Regions from separate parts of the Mus musculus genome. Here region 2 is linked to region 1. Evidence: chromatin contacts called from public promoter capture Hi-C data. All regions are on one chromosome and are shown on one strand. Each heading gives the region's core, a stretch centred on a gene start, on an enhancer-like site or on the middle of the called end of the contact. The rest is flanking DNA. Distances are from core to core; before and after follow the strand shown.

Region 1 (3,359 bases), core at 364-2,863:
GCTCCAAAGGAAATAGTTATTCTTAAAGATGAATGGCCACGACCCCATGGCACAGATCAGGGTGCTTCAGGTAACATGTTCCATTGTGGAAGTTACTTAAAACATTTCACAGACTCAAAAGAGAGTTACAAATCACACATACTGAACAAACAGATGGAACGTCATGCAGATGGGAGACAGCAAGGCAGCAAAAGCCCTGCTACACGTTTCCAATGTGCTCTGATGACACCTTTATCTTCTGAGTTGGGACAAGCTACACATGTCAAGCTTAGCAATATATTCCAAGTTTAGTCTACAAGTCAAGATGGGGTGAAGTCAAATACAGGTGTAGAGAATAAATGGCTATTAAAGAACTAAGAATAGCTTGAGGTCATTTTGGCTCTCATTGTGGTAATTTAAGTCTGCAACCATGGAGGTATGATCAGCCAATCTTCAGAATATCTTCAAAATATGAGTGTTTTTAGAGAAACTCAATTACCATTGTTTGTTACATTGAAGATACAGCATCAGTGGACACCCTCTAGACACCCCCACTTCATCGTTATGGATTCCTCCATGAAGGAAAGGGCTAGTGAACAGGTATTCAGTAAGGGATGGGTTTGTGACTGCTGTCATGATGACAGATATTCAGACCAGTCAAAAAATCTTTAGGGTGAGAAGTCATCTGCCACCCAGCCTGAGAGAAGCCCTGGTATCTCTTCCACTAACCAATTGTGATCTGACAGCTGATGCAGATGATGCTGTGTTAGAAAAGACACCTGACCTAACAGATGGTGTTGAGTCCCTGAATTGTGTATAATGGCCTCCAGTGTGTGTGTGTGTGTGTGTGTGTGTGTGTGTGTGTGTGTGTGTGTGTGTTCGTGCATATATAGTTGACAAATATATTCCTCTTGTAGCCCAGAGACAGTGAGTATAAAATGGAGCAGGAGAGAACCCAAAGGAAGGTAACCTATTGTAAAAGCCCCATGCTCTCTTGGACTGAACTGATTGATACTTTCACCTTGGATATTGCTGTGAAGTTTTGAGGAAATGGGTTTCTATGAGTCAGTATGAAAAAGGTTCTTTCCTTTGGCCTTGCCTTTCAAATCCACAGGGCCACTGGGATCCTTCTGTCCAGTAAAGAGACCACGAATAATCACCTTAAGCCTTTTTCTTATCAGCTGTGAAAGAGAATAGAACATGTGTAAGTAACAGCAGCAGTATCAGAAAAATAAAAAAATACTCTGAAAAGAATAATCTTCAATAAGCGGATATGTTCTTGAATGCCTGAATGAAGAAACAAAGACTTCTCTTACTTTGCAGGTGATGTATCATATTCCCTGGGATCTCAGGCCTGTGCAAATTACTGCTGAGCCCAGCTCATTAGAAAGGGGTCTCCTAGTCATAAGGGGGACAAACATAACAAAAGACAGCTCCAAATGTGGTAGAAAGGGCTTGTAATTAGAGGAAAGCAGTCTTGGGTCAGAAGGTGAACTGAAGAAAAAAGGAGGTGGGGCTGGGCTGGGCTAAGCCTTGGATGAATCAAGCCTGCTTGTAGGGTGGAGACATCCTGTCTAAAATACATATGAGAGCCATTAAATCCTCTATAAAAGGTTCTTGTCCCTCTGACAAGTACTCTACACACTGCTTAACAGAAACTTGTCCCATCCTGCCTGAGCATTAGGTAAGTTCCCTCCAGAACTTCTTGCTCATTCTAGGTGTCTTGGCAAGCTGAGCTCATGAATTCAGAGCTGTCAGATCTGAGTTGTCAGATCTCAGTGCTTAGCTGGAGGTAGGAAGGGCCCCCAGAGAGCCTCAGGCAGACTAAAGCCAGAGCGTTTGGGAAATGCTGCTCTTCTGAAGCAACACAGCTTTCTCCTCTCAATGGGTCTAGCCTGTAGCTCTTCTCACTAGATGACATGGGCAGCAGCAATGGAGCTACTCACCACCCATGTACCATCCTGGATCAGCATAACTTCCTCCTCTCCTTCCTAAGGTTCTAGAAGTTTTGTTTCTGCCAACCCAGACAATAAGCTCAAGTTGCCTTATGGAGGAAGAGGCTATGCACTTCCTTCCTTCCATCCTCTCTCCCTCCGTCTCTTCCTTCCTTCCTTCCTTCCTTCCTTCCTTCCTTCCTTCCTTCCTTCCTTCCTTCCTTAAGTTGATATATAGGCAAGATGAATTTGTAGTTTCATTCTAAGAATCTGAATAATCACTAAAAGGATGGTTTTTTTTTTTCTTTTCATTATGTATAGTCAGTGACTAAAGACTGCCATGTGTTTTTAAAACATAGGGAAGTATTGAAGTTTTATGCCCTTAGGCACACAGAAGAAAGAGTTATTGACTCTTGGATCAGTAGAAAAGTTGTTCCTGAACAGTTCACCTGGAGTCTAGACTTCCTCAATCCTCTGACCACACTGACTTGCTTTTTCCTGAACCAGGACTCCTTCCTTCCCTCACTCCTTCCTTCTTTACCCATGCCATCCTCTACCCACAATCTCCAAGGTCCCTTCATTGGTTTTCTAGATGCTACAAGCTTCCGTCTTCCTTTGTCCTTGAACCTTGTCATCTTTGGCACCTCTCCTCTTTCTGGTCTCTCTAAGTCTTCTATTTAACACACATATGTCTCTTGCCCATTCAGTCACACCCATCTTCCCCTTCACCTACCTCCAAATTCCTTGGTAATGGAAATGAAAGTTTTCATTTTGGAAGAGCACCATCCATCACAGGTCACCAGTGCTTTAGACTTAATGGACAACTTGTCTGTTACAGAAACTGACTTCTCCGATAGATCCCAGGACTGAAGGCAGAGAGCATCTTGGACTCTCAGTTAAAAGGCCTCCTACCCCAGATAGCACCACTAACCCAATTCTCTCCAACAGTGCAGCCTACCTTCTTCTCCTTCCTGAATCCCTTGGCCAAGAACATTGAGAGGGTAGGGCTGGATCCTTGGAGGGTCTAACTGCTGTGTGTACTTGATGTTTTCTGTTGTTTCCAGTAGGACATTAACACCCTAGAGACAGGCAAAAGAAAAAAAGAAACTGTCCACAAGTATATTCTAAAGAAATATTTGCATTTGTGTTAAAAGAAAATAATGTGCGGCCTTCACAAATCTATCTCCTCTCAGCCTTTTCCCCCACCTATGAAAATAATAGTGATAATAAGGGTCATAAGCTATGTTACACAGGAAACTGCTTTGTGAGCAGTGCGTGTCTATAGTTGGACACAAATTATATATGTGTATATGTACATTATGATAATGATGGTGATGATACTTAATAGCTACCACTTAGCATAAGCCAAGCATCAGCTGGGTGCTTTTCATGAATTATCTCCTAAAGCCTTTATGATACCTCTCTGAAGTAAGTGCTAGTATCAGC
Region 2 (3,359 bases), core at 328-2,827, 1.2 Mb after region 1:
AGGATGTCATTAGACCACTGTCTTTCTGACCTTAGAAACTCAAAAATAAAGTCCCTAATCCCTTTCCTATTGTACTCTCGCTGTTGTCTAGAATTGTGGTATGTAACCAACTCTATTCCTTCATGTCAGGCACCTCTAGCTCTAGCCTCCAACAAAAGAGAAAGCTTTCAGATAAAAATGGGTGTCTTGGCCAGGCGTGGTGGCACACGCCTTTAATCCCAGCACTTGGGAGGCAGAGGCAGTTGAATTTCTGAGTTCGAGGCCAGTCTGGTCTACAGAGTGAGTTTCAGGACAGCCAGAGCTACATAGAAAAACCCTGCCTCGAAAAACAAAACACAAAAAACAAAAAACAAACAAAAAAAGGGTGTCTTAGGTAAAAGACAGAAGAACTTGAAGGCATATAAGACTCACTGTGAAACAGAGTAGAGAACAACTATTATTATTGTTATTTGACTTTATTTATATGGGTGTTTTGTCTGTGCACCACATGCATGCCTGGTGCCCACAGAAACCAAAAGAAAGAGAGGGTATCCAATCCCCTGGAACTGGAATTGCAAACAGCTGTGAGCTGCCATGTGGGCGCTCAGATTCTAACCATTGCTTTTAAACTTACGAACCATATCTCCAACTCAATGCAGATTTCTCTTCCTTTCTTTGTTTTTGTTTTGCTTTTTGTTGTTTGGTTTGGTTAGGTTTTTGAGATAAGGTATCATTATGTTGTCTTAGCTGGTTTGAACCACCCACCTCTGCCCCTAAGTGCTAGAATTAAATGCTTTATGACACCACTATCCAAATATTAGACTATCCACAACTCCTTCTATTAGTTTTTCATTTCCTTTGTAATTATCATTTTAAAACTAGTCAATCACAACAAACGCCGGGCAATTGGGGTCAGGGGAGCGTGGGGCAGTCACCACCTGTCCCCTGTGTGCTTGCTAACTGTAGTTGGATCTTGGTGCACCCTTTGACAAAAATAATTGCTTTGCTTCTGTATTCCTTTGTGGGACACTGAGATTCTTCTGTTCCCAGCACAGAAAGAACAAATCAGTGAATCAACGGATAGTCTTTAAACTAACAGGCTCCCATTAGACAGTTTGGGCTAACTCTATCGAGCCAGACCAAGAGCAATTTCTTTGATAGAGACGGTTCTTACTAGAGTAAAAGTTGATATACATTTTCAGTACACAGACACATATGCGCGCGTGCGGAGAGAAGGGGCACCTGAAGAGTGTACCTGTTAAATAGTAGAGACTGACAGAGTTTTAAATGTATGTGCACGTGTTCTACACCCAGAAGACCAACACCATCAACCCGCACCTAGTGGTTATCCACTCCTTGTGTGTGCTCCTGTTCGGCCGAGATGATGAGTCTTTCGCTGGCTGGAGCGTTAAACTGCCTGTGAACAAGGAACTAAACTAGGCTGTCTCGCTGCGCCAGTGCAGTAACCGTGGCTGAGAGCCGGACGCAAAATCTCCCGGAACCAAAAGCGGGTGTAGAGGATTCGGTCCGCCCGGATTCGGAGAGGCGCCAGCACTGTGGGCGGCGCGCGGCTCCGCCCTCCACCCGCCCGCCTCCACAGTTAATAGCCCAGAGTCGGCGTGTGGATAGTGTGGCTCTTTCTGGAACAGAGCAGAGAGCAGCGTCCTGCCCTCGGCTTGAGCAATGCTGAGAAACTGCGCTATGCGCCTGCGCACTCTTGGGGCCACGCCTGCGAGGCGGCCAGGAGCAGCTAGGGTGAGTCCCGGGACGCTTGCTTTCGTGGGGCGAGAAGGGGAGACAGCACGACCGAGACTAAGCTAACACCTGCCCCTGGCTGTGACGGGGCTCTTGGGCTCTTCTGCCCTGAGATTCGAATCGGGAGGAGCCGGAAGGGAAAGTGACTCAAGGTTGAACTAGGTCTGCAGGGATGGGATCGCCACTACTAAGACTGAGATAATAAGAAAGGATAAGCAAGGTCACCCAGAAAACTGTGAAAGAGCCATTATTGACCCCTGGAGAAGACCATTTATCCTTAGCAGGGATCTAATCCTGATAGACTCTGATTCGTTATAACCAATTCAGGAAGAAGTAGACTTCTGATTGTCAGATAATTACTCCCTCTCTAGCCCGTTTTCATCATCTTAGAGGATGTTATGAGACTAAATGAGATAATGCAAGGGAAGCATTTAGCATACCTGGAATGTAAATCTTAAATGTTGCCTGTCCATATTTTTATCCCTGCCTTTGTTCTATTGATGTAGTCAATACTTGTTGAGCTCCAACTCACGCCCGCGTGTGTGTCCGTGTGTACTGAAAATGTATATCGACAGTAAGAACTGTCTCTATCAAAGAAATTGCTCTTGGACTGGCTCGATAGAGTTAGCCCAAACTGTCTAATGGGAGCCTGTTAGTTTAAAGACTATCATATATGTCAGGTGTGATTGGCCACTGACGATAGGTCGTATTATAGTTAGCTAAGGGGAAAAAACGTTCCGCCCAAGAAATTTACGGGTTTAATTTGGGAGAATGGGATCAGTTTGCCAAATCAAATGTTTGTATACAATGTGTTGTAATAAAGAACGACAGCTGACAGGGAACAGCTCTGTATTGAGAAATGAAAAAGAACTTTGATTATTAGGGGAGTGGCATCTCTCTCAAGCTATTGCAGCTTCCTGCTAGACAATAAGAGGGCTGGAGGCCCTGGGTGATAGACACACACACACAATTTTAAAATAATGATGAATGTTGATGTATTGACATCAGCCAGGTACCATCTTGCCGATTAGAAAAGAAAATGATTCGTGCTAGTCTTACAACAACAAATATGAATTAGTTTAATTACATGTTGGAGCCTGGCAGTCTGTGCTGAGCTGAGAACATTACAGCATTAGTATTTGCAGGCCTTTTTTTTTTTTTCATCATGCTGCTTTTGATTTAGTAACGTATCTTAAAAGGAGGCAGAAAAAGTCATAACTTATTTTACAAGTACAAGTCCAACTTCCATAAATGTATAACTAAAGATCAAGCATGACCTTTCCCCTGCTGAGAACAAAGGGTAATGATTATCCCTACAACTTGTCCTTTATTCATAGCCTGTGCTATGAATTTACAAGTGCATTCACCACAAGTAGCGCTTAGACCTCGCCTCTTTGAACTGAAAGTTGAGTTTCTTTTATTTCCCACAACACTGTGGTGTCCAGAAGGTAGCTCGGCATGGCTCCAACTGAAATTAGTAGCTTCACTCCCATTCTCTGCCATCTGCACGTTCACACTAGCAAGCATCTTTTACTTCTAACCTTGCCATCCAAACCACAAGTCTGGAATCATCCAAGACTCCTCTGCTTCCTCTTTCCTGGGGTTAGTAACTCCCATTTCCCTGG

What was found. Promoter capture Hi-C pulls out the DNA fragments that hold promoters and counts their contacts.
Region 2: a contact with region 1 is called in a promoter capture Hi-C map of hippocampal neurons, with 6 times the contacts expected there. The contact joins the promoter of Them4 here to the promoter of Crnn in region 1. A contact is called at or near these places in 5 of 39 promoter capture datasets (the 3T3-L1 cell line, 3T3-L1-derived adipocytes, hippocampal neurons and 2 more).

The regions. Positions count from the first base shown.
Region 1 is chr3:93,143,176-93,146,534 of GRCm38.p6, forward strand. It overlaps Crnn (cornulin), which reads left to right and starts at 1,614. Exons shown (of 3, transcript NM_001081200.2): 1 at 1,614-1,663.
Region 2 is chr3:94,308,555-94,311,913 of GRCm38.p6, forward strand. It overlaps Them4 (thioesterase superfamily member 4), which reads left to right and starts at 1,578. Exons shown (of 6, transcript NM_029431.1): 1 at 1,578-1,734. The coding sequence starts at 1,663. Gm36010 (a long non-coding RNA gene) reads right to left here and starts at 1,499. Exons shown (of 4, transcript XR_867460.2): 1 at 1,318-1,499.